3 separate regions of the Drosophila melanogaster genome follow, and regions 1 and 2 are each linked to region 3. A link is a contact called in public Hi-C data. All regions are on one chromosome and are shown on one strand. Each heading gives the region's core, a stretch centred on a gene start, on an enhancer-like site or on the middle of the called end of the contact. The rest is flanking DNA. Distances are from core to core; before and after follow the strand shown.

Evidence for each region. A called contact is a pair of places that touch in the nucleus more often than the background predicts.
Region 1: a Hi-C map of the Kc167 cell line shows a contact between it and region 3, with 2.7 times the contacts expected there. The contact joins the promoter of 4E-T here to the promoter of ND-49 in region 3. A contact is called at or near these places in 9 of 107 Hi-C or Micro-C datasets (the Clone 8 cell line, the Kc167 cell line, the S2 cell line and 3 more).
Region 2: a contact with region 3 is called in a Hi-C map of the Kc167 cell line, with 2.6 times the contacts expected there. The contact joins the promoter of Abcd1 here to the promoter of ND-49 in region 3. A contact is called at or near these places in 32 of 107 Hi-C or Micro-C datasets (the Clone 8 cell line, the Kc167 cell line, the OSC cell line and 16 more) and 1 of 6 datasets of contacts at active chromatin or transcription factors (the Kc167 cell line).

Annotation. Positions count from the first base shown.
Region 1 is chr4:956,874-959,862 of dm6, forward strand. 4E-T (eIF4E-Transporter) reads right to left here and starts at 1,519. Exons shown (of 8, transcript NM_166798.2): 1 at 1,133-1,519; 2 at 1-1,016. The coding sequence starts at 1,158. It overlaps lncRNA:CR45201 (long non-coding RNA:CR45201), which reads right to left and starts at 2,561. Exons shown (of 1, transcript NR_123751.1): 1 at 2,351-2,561. It also overlaps asRNA:CR44030.
Region 2 is chr4:192,521-195,489 of dm6, forward strand. Abcd1 (ATP binding cassette subfamily D member 1) reads right to left here and starts at 1,309. Exons shown (of 10, transcript NM_166736.4): 1 at 1,025-1,309. It overlaps lncRNA:CR44441 (long non-coding RNA:CR44441), which reads left to right and starts at 2,212. Exons shown (of 1, transcript NR_123744.2): 1 at 2,212-2,969.
Region 3 is chr4:569,676-572,967 of dm6, forward strand. ND-49 (NADH dehydrogenase (ubiquinone) 49 kDa subunit) reads right to left here and starts at 1,879. Exons shown (of 7, transcript NM_001272135.1): 1 at 1,860-1,879; 2 at 929-1,106; 3 at 734-858; 4 at 559-668; 5 at 300-501. The coding sequence starts at 1,020. It overlaps Ephrin (ephrin,), which reads left to right and starts at 2,080. Exons shown (of 5, transcript NM_166771.2): 1 at 2,080-2,496.

The DNA of each region.
Region 1 (2,989 bases), core at 269-2,768, 390 kb after region 3:
ACCCGTGTAGATCAATAGTTTCTAGCTGTGATTTAGGTCCTGCACTGAACCATTCAGGTTCTTCGTGAATGAGATAGGAATTGCCACGCTTGCTTCGGCTTTGAGTACTGAAAGGCTCCTTACCAGAAATGCGTCGATTATTAATTCCCTGACGATCAAAAGACTTTTTGGAGTCATATTGAAAACGACGATCTGTGACTTCGGGAACACGTTCAACTAACCTTCCACTGAATGTTCGAGAACGATGTTGGCTTTGATTGTGCTGATTAAGACTGCTTGTACTTCCAGATCCATTTGGAGATGTTTCCTTTTCATTCTCAATGCTGGCTTCTACGGTCTTTTCGTTTTTGTAATCCCAATTATCACTTCTTGGCAACAGCCGACCGCTACCAATCCGCCTTTCTTGGCGGGATGTTGAAAATGTAGGTGAAGATGACATGCATTGGTCGTGATCCGGCTGAACAAAATTCAAACATGTCTCAGCAGTATCCAACTCGCTACCCTTACGGCTAGGCGAACTGGCTGCCTTGCCCTTGCTTGCACAAGTGTTTATCCCCTCGTTGCTTTCCTCGCTGTTGCTGCCTTTCGATATGACAAAACGCCTCTTTGCAAATGCCGGCATTAAATGTGAAGATGATATGCTACGGTGATCGATGATATTCAACTTATAGGGCTGTCCATGAGAAAGCGCATCCTTATCTTTATCCTCCCCACTTATTAGAAGAGAATCGGTAGGTACGAAGCGCTGGTAATAGTTGTTTGCCCGTTCTCGATTTCTCATAGCGCGACGTGAACTTATTGAGCTACTATTGGAACAAATTAAGCTCGAGTTATCTGCTTCTGGAGAAAGTCGATTCTTGTTTTGATTAGAATAGGCGCTGGACACGGTTAACGCAGCTGTGTTCAGATTAATTTTCCAAAAACCTAGCGTCTGCAATTCAAGTCGTGTTGAACATTGCGGGCGCTGTCGACTTTTACCTTCATATCTTAGAGCTAACAGGTCTACTTTCGAGTACCTAATGTGAAACAGATTGTTAAAACAATGTTAGTACATATACAAGTTTAAAAAAACAGTACGCGAGAATAATATCGAAAAAGTTGACTAAAATTTACCAATATTTAATCCACATACCTGGCACTAATCTTTGATGTATCCATTGCTAAGGACTATAGTTCACTGTGTAATCTAACTTATTACAGAAAGTCGAAAAAGTTAAGATATCCAAAATTATTAAAAACAGAACACTCTCCTATATGAACGGGAGAAATTGTACAATGAATATACAAATAGTACACACCACTTATGCAAACACACACTTTGAAAAATTAATATATATATATATATATACGTATTTTAAGGCCATATATATGACTGTTGAGTTTCATGAGAATATAATCCCAAGACGCTTACATACATATATAACAATTTTTAATGCTCACAATGTTGCGATTAGCTTTGTGAATATCACGCTAAATTGGAGTGGGATATAGACATTGAAAATATTTTGTTCTTATTGAACCTTAAGGCATTATATATATTAATATTGAAACATTAAAAGAGAAACACCGTGAAACAATGGAATTTTGAAGTTGTGACATTTGTGGGAAAAGAAATTCTAGGTTTTTCCTACTGGTGCTAAAGCGATACCAGACTAAGCATATCTGTCCGTTCGTATGAGCGTCGAGTAAAGGTGCCGAATGTTTTCTAAAATGATTAATATTATTATTTACACTTGAAAAACAAAAAATAAATTTTATTTATGTAACGTCGATGTTTTATAAAATAGTTTATATGATTATTTACATTTGAAATACTCATAATATATAATATAAATAAGAATATTTTTATATTATTAAACTATTAAATTTTAAATTTAATATAAAACAAATCAAGAAATTATAATCAGGCATGCATTACCGAATAATCGTAATTTGTTTCCGAATTCGATTTGATTTCGTAAAATTTTTTGCTGTCGGAGTGTTTTCTGTACAGTAAACAGCTGTTTAAGCTGTTTTCCAGCGGACACCTTTTTCACAATTTTAATTCCGATGTTCGCATTTAATTTTTTACTGCATTTTGACCGTTTAATTAATTAAATTAAATAGCATTACTTACGAACACTATAGGCCATCTTTTAAATTAAGATAATTAATTCTTTTATATTTTATAAGTAAGTTTAGTCGACGCACGCATGACCCCATGCCAAATCGAAAATTTTTTTTGCCGACGGCAAAATTTTGTATGTCAAATTTTTAATGGGGTCAGAAATAAATTGTATATAAAATAAATAATGAATATAAATAATTAATATAAATCAATAGACCACTGAGTAAACTATTTTTTCCCTTGGTAAATAATATCTTACGTGATATAAAAATGGGCATATACTTTTCATTTCGGCCAGACAAAAGTGTCCGTTTTACAAATCGAAAAATCCTTACGAATTTGAAAACCGGAGCACCGATCTTGCGTTTTAAAATGCCAAATCGAAAATTTTTGTTGCCGACAGCAAAATTTTGTATATCAAATTTTTGATGGGGTCAGAAATAAATTGTATATAAAATAACTAATGAATATAAATCAATAGACTACTGAACTATTTTTTCCCTTGGTTAAGATCTAACGTGATATAAAAATGGGCATATACTTTTCATTTCGGCCAGACAAAAGTGCCCGTTATACACATCGAAAATCCTTACGAATTTGAAAACCGGAGCACCAATCTTTAAAATCGAAATCGTAAAGTACTTCGATTAACGGAGCGTGCCCGATAGATTGATTTTGAAATTTTTTGTAGGTGTACACAGTTATACAAGGAAGTGCACGCCTAACGCTAAAATATGCTGCCGGCGGTCTGATGAAACATGCACGGAATAAGTGTTCGGTCGACTTCGGGAATGATCTTCGTGCACAATGTCTAGAAAATGACATCATGTTCCACACAATGTCATGGTCTATCAAAATCTATAGAGGTTTAGAGTTAAATAC
Region 2 (2,969 bases), core at 59-2,558, 380 kb before region 3:
TATAAATATGTACGTACATACATACATATGTGATTTGTCTTATGCTTTATGTTTGCAATACGAAAACCACGGGACAAATCTCAATCTAAATTGTATTACCCAAATGTAACAATTTAACTAAAGAGAATGCTATAGTCGACTTCCCCGAATATCAGATACCCGTTTCTCAGCTAGTGTACATGCGGACGGAAAATTAATCAATTTTCTGGAGATATTGTGGAATAAAATGAGAAAACAATTAAAAATGTTAAAAAGTGTGGTCGTGACCGGTTTGGCAGCCTTAGGGCGTTAGAGGTTAAAAGTTATTTGACAAGAATAATAAATTAATGACAAAATTTACAAAAATTTTTCAAAAATGTTGGTCCTTTGAGCGTTTTTAGGGCGTGGCAACATGCGTCTCTAGAATCTATATGCTGAACCCTTTAGCTTTTATATTTCCTGAGATCTCGACGTTCATACTTTCAGACGGACATGGGCAAATTGACTCGGCTATTAATAAACGGATGTTTTACTGGCAGTAAAACTTACGAGCGTAGGTAGGTTTTAATTTATACATAACATTTCAAACCCTTTGTTCACATTTCAATGTTTACTGTGAATAATACTCCAGCGATAATTAAATTTTAGAAAACATATTCGTTGAATGTATAAGCATACATTATTTTTATATATACATAAATATGTATATGCATGTATGTATATTAGATTGCTAGGTTTGGATTTTTACTGAAGTACGATACACAGTTTGATTTCGTGAATCATTATAGTTTTCCTAAAGATTAATAAAAAAAAAAACACTTATAGCTACTACTACTTGCACAACTTTTTGTTAGAAAATTTTATACGTCAGGAAAATAAACTATGAATGACTACTTGACGGCAATGTTTATAAACGATTTGTACTGTTAGAATAGACAGTCCCCGAAGGATACTGCCAGGCAAGTGAAAGAATCTAAGGCTATGACCGAACTGCACAAGAGCTTAAAGCTTGTTGTTTTCAGTAAAAGTATGTACATAGCCATACCTAGGTGCACAGTTAGTATGTGTGAGGTATGGATTGCTGTAAGCGTTCTTTGCCATTTCAGTTACATTAAACGTCAATAAACTGAAAAAAATAACCATACTTTTTTATACGCATATACAAACACGTACATTTTGGCATTAATCGTCCATATAATCAATAACATTTTACGATGGCTTTCGATGGTTTCAAAAATAATAGATATATATATATATAGAGTTATTAGTTGTAAAAGGCAGGTTTCGTAGGTTTGGATTAATTTTCAAATAGAAAAGTAACTTACTTAGTAATGTCTCAAACTTTTCCAATCAAAATTTTATGTGTGGCTATGTGCGTAAAGATAGCGTCACATGCTTAGTAACAATTATGGAACGGTGGAAATAAAATACGTGGGCCCTTTAAAATTGTTTTTAATTAAAAAAGATTGGACAAAAGTTCCTTTTAAAAGTATCCTGCAAATTGTAGTGTGAGTACACTTTTAGGGATGGCTTCCTTCATTCTTGTATTGTTGTACCAATTTGGAACAGCAAAAAAAATGACTGAAAATATATAAAGTTAACATTTACATATCCTAAAATACTTCCGTTGATTTTGTCTCCAATGTCAATAAAGCAACCGAGAACTTTGAGAATAATGAGAAGGAAAGATATCGTTTATTCCAGGATTCAGTTTTTCTAGTTACTATATTCCATTCAGCATCAGAACCAAAATCGATCCCCGGAAAAGTTTAAATTATTCATTTGGAAGTTAACATGTCGATAACAGTAACGCCTAAATAACCTAAACAGCTACTTTTTTGGTTTGGCATATCTGCCTCGCACTCGCAATTTTAATGCAATTTTCATTGCAAAACAGCAATATATACTCATATTTGCATTCTATGAAATTTATTAATAATATTAAATAAGTTAGTTTTGATATTGGCAATACTAACAACAAAAATTTGTATATACATAAACAATATAATTTTTCGTTTCCGCAAAATAGAAAATAATTTAAAACAATAAGTGCTGTAAGGAACAAAAGAAGATTTTAGACAAATAAAAGGTAAAAAATAGTATTATACATAATACATAGTAGTTGTGGCAGCACGTTGCATATAACTGTGTCTCAAATGTACAAACGATTACGAACTTTCACTATCACATCTGCTAAAAAACCATTTGATAATGGAACTGGGCTATGACAATGATCGATATTTTATGAAAAAAAACGTGTAATATCTATATATATTAATACGAACACACAAAGATAAAATGTTTTTTCCAAGACTTTAAAAAGTGGTTGAACAAAAGTTTGTGAACATTTTAGGATAAGTGCCAATATTATACATAAATCATTCGACTATCTATCACTCTTGGCGCTTTGGAAGATAGACAGGACTTCCTAATAATAACAAAGCTCACAAAAACCTTATTCAACGCTAACAACTCCCCAATCATAAAAAATATTAAAATCATACCGCTCATCAAAACGTCCCCCATACAAATCAGCAATAGACCGAATAATAGAAAAAGCAAAGCCCATTAACTACCATTTAAACAACAAAAAATACCCGCGCAGTCCTTACCTCCCTGGAACACCAATCTCTCCAAAATTGACACAACACTCAATAAGTTCAACGAAAGCAACACGACCCCACAACTTTTCAGGAGACTTTTTACAGAAAAGCAAACGAACGGTCTTCGCAGCAGAGCTTCTAGCCCTTATAGGCCCTAAAAACCAACAAAAATAAAAGAGGAAAATTCTGCATATGTTCAGACTCACTTTCCGCTATTAAAAATCTAAACAACAGCGATCACTACATATCTCACGCACGCAACCTACTACAAAAATTCAATACCAATTTTAAACTCCTTTGGATACTAGGACAAGTTGGAATACAACAAGCCAACCACTTACAACTATTGAATAAGAAATACCTAACCAAGATGAAAAAAACTTGGTT
Region 3 (3,292 bases), core at 629-3,128:
ATATATTTTTGTACAAGAAAAACAATTTTCAGTGCCAAAAATAGTGGGTACTTTTTCATCTCACTTTAAATTTTAGATTAAAATAATTTTAATAATCAAACCCAAATTTAAAATATTTTTTTTTTGGTAATCAAAAATTAAATAGAACTTTTAAAAAGATTTTGTTGCGTAAGATTTATGGCGATGGTGACAATGCTAAATTATAATATATATATACATATATTAAAAAAGCGAAACTATTGAAATCTTCTTAATGACTACAAAGTCAAGAGCAAGAGAAAATTACTTTGTATTCTTACTTCGAATGTACTTAGCACGGAGAGGCACATCAATATTAAGGAGTTTTTCTACAGCCAGAGAGTAGCATTGCTCGTTGCACATCATCGAGACGTAGTCCAGCCGGTCAAAATACGGCAATGCCTGGGTGTATGTCTTGTACTCTATGAGCTTTTCGGTCCCACGGTGCAGCAGCCCAATATGCGGATCGGCACGCATAACGGTCTGCAATAACAGAGGTTTTAATTTACACAAGACCTGTGGTCGATTAACAGCTTAAACCTCTCCATCCAGCTCCAGCACAAGACGAAGGACTCCGTGGGCGGCGGGATGTTGTGGGCCGAAGTTCAAGGTCAGATTACGCACCGACTTTTCGACAGGCGTTACTTTGCCTAGTAGAGGAGGTAAGTCAAGCGATTAGTTCAAGGGTCAGTTTAATATTGGGTTACCAACTAACTGTTCCATGGTGGCACTGTCCAAAGTGATGTGACCTCGTCTGGATACATCACCGGGCCGCTAAACTGCTTCATGAACTCAGGGTCTGGATACCACTTGGCTGCTCCCCGTCGCGTCTCCTGAGAACTAAACAACGAGTTTCCAATTGGACAAATATAAATGATATATTCGAATTATGTAAGCATTTACTATTTACGTTAACGCGGCCGATCCAGCTGCAACAAGTTGTGGCCGCAGCCTCAAGTGTGAAAGTCCAGGAATCAACGTTCTTCTCATTATATTGGCCATCCTGATAGTCAAATTCCTCTATTTATGTTTCTTTAGTAACAATTCAGGAATCTAATACAACCAAATAGTTATCCGCAATCGGAATTCTATCCAAAAAATATCGAAAATTACTTTAAACACCGAATCTCGTACAGCTTATATACTATTTACACCAATAATATATCGCAGGTTGTTGCTTCATGAAAATGAAGTGCAAAACACATAAATTCCCTTATATATATTACACACTTTGTCATCCTGCTCGTTTACCCAAGTTTTTATTTATCTTTATATAATGTTATAAACAATAATTGCAATTAATTTTTCGAAGACCTGAATTTTACATCATCCCAATGAAGCGAATTTTGCGTTAATGGAGCACTATAAAAATATAATTACTAGAGATAATAATGATAGCTTCTGCAAGGCTAAACTTATATATCTTAGCAGTATCTCAGCAGAGCGAATGTGGACATTTAATGACTAAAAACAACGAAACTATTTAAATTCTTTAATTAACAATTGATTTCTGGACTTTTCGTCCGATGACTAAACTTAAGAAAACAAAATTATGAAAACTCTTTTAACTTGAACAAAAATTTTATGCAGTCAAGAACCGGTGCTAAGAGATAGTAACGTAAAAACGGATGATCGGACAGACGGTAGTGCTGACTCGGCTCTTGATACTGACCATATATATATTTACTTCAAATTCTTAACTCTTTCACTGGGTTTCAAACTTCTTACACCAATCAAAATAGGTTCGACACGGGTAATAGATAAATTTTAATAATTATAAAATTATTCTTAAAACATAAAATAGTGCTTAAGCCTAGCTAAAAAATTTACTAGGAACTTACATAATGGTTCTGCTACAACAAATGTCAAATAAAATCTTTATAAGACAGTTTCCTATCAATATGGTATGGTTTTTACTGTGAATATTACTTATAGTAGAAATTCGCATATGTTAAATTCAAAAAAAAAAAAAAAAACCAAACCATTTGACTTATATTATAAGATTATACGGGCCTTTGGAAAAAAATCGCTATCGATTGATTTGTAAAATTATCGATGCCCTTAAGTTTCTTTATACATCGAAAGTTAAAGTAAACATCGTTTTTTGTTCCAGCTCTAAACAAGTTTTTTTTATAGCTCTAGCTCTACAGTATTTATATAAATAATTCTTGTATGTAGTCCAAGTGTAGAAAAAACTAATTTAAATGAGCTGTTTTCGAGTATTTCTCTTCAGACAAAAACCTGTTTGGAACAATTTTTAATCATGTGAAAATGTAATTTTGAAAAAGATGTACCAAAAAAGGAAGACGGTGTTATGGGCATATATGTATATTTTGTGTTTTTATATGTCAACTATGTTATACCAACATATTTGTACCGGATTGTTAATCGTATCGAATAAGAATGTTTCCCCGAGAGTAAGATGTTTGTGTATATATAGAGTTTCTTCTGTCTCCTCGGAGAGTGTGTCGTCACTGTGTATGTATACAGAAATGTCTTTTGGTGTATACATACATATGTAATTGTATAATGCTGTTGGGATGTTTTATCACTTAAACATACAATTTTTAAGAAATATATTGATTGTTCCGTTATAAATTGAATGTCAAGAACTGCAGATCCGCTATATATTGTTGATCTTATGCCATGTTGATTGTTTATGACTATGAATGTTAAAAAATATATTAATATTTCGCCAAGCCATTACCAACCCTGTTTGTATAGAAAATGTACCATACATGTATTAAAATGTAGTATCCCACTTAAATTGATAATTGGTTTGCCGGCCTGTTAAATAAGTATTTTTGATCAATCAGGGTCGAATCAAATCAATTAGGCGGTTTCCAAAGTTAAAGCGAAGTACTTTTAAAAATCTCGTAATCTGTCAGGTGGCGGTAGTCAACATATAAATATTGTTGATCAGCATTAACAGCTGCTTATTTCGCCGACTGCCGCCGAACGCGGCGCAAACAGGATCCCTCAGTCTTAGGCTGTTTGTTTTAAAGATCAACTTGTATAAACTTTACATAAAAATATAAATACGCATAATATGCTACTGTTACATTAAAATGTTAACGCGTAATGATCTCAAAGCTTAGAATGAGTAGATATAATATGTAGTTAGATTTTGCAATGGGTAAACTAATTTCAGTCAGGATTGTCAACGAAGTAAAGGAGGAAATGTCAATAGAAGAACACATATTCTTGATCAGTTTACACAGCCATGTCGATATATTTTTTGTCTTTCTTTCCGTTTGCCAAACGACCTTCGAAT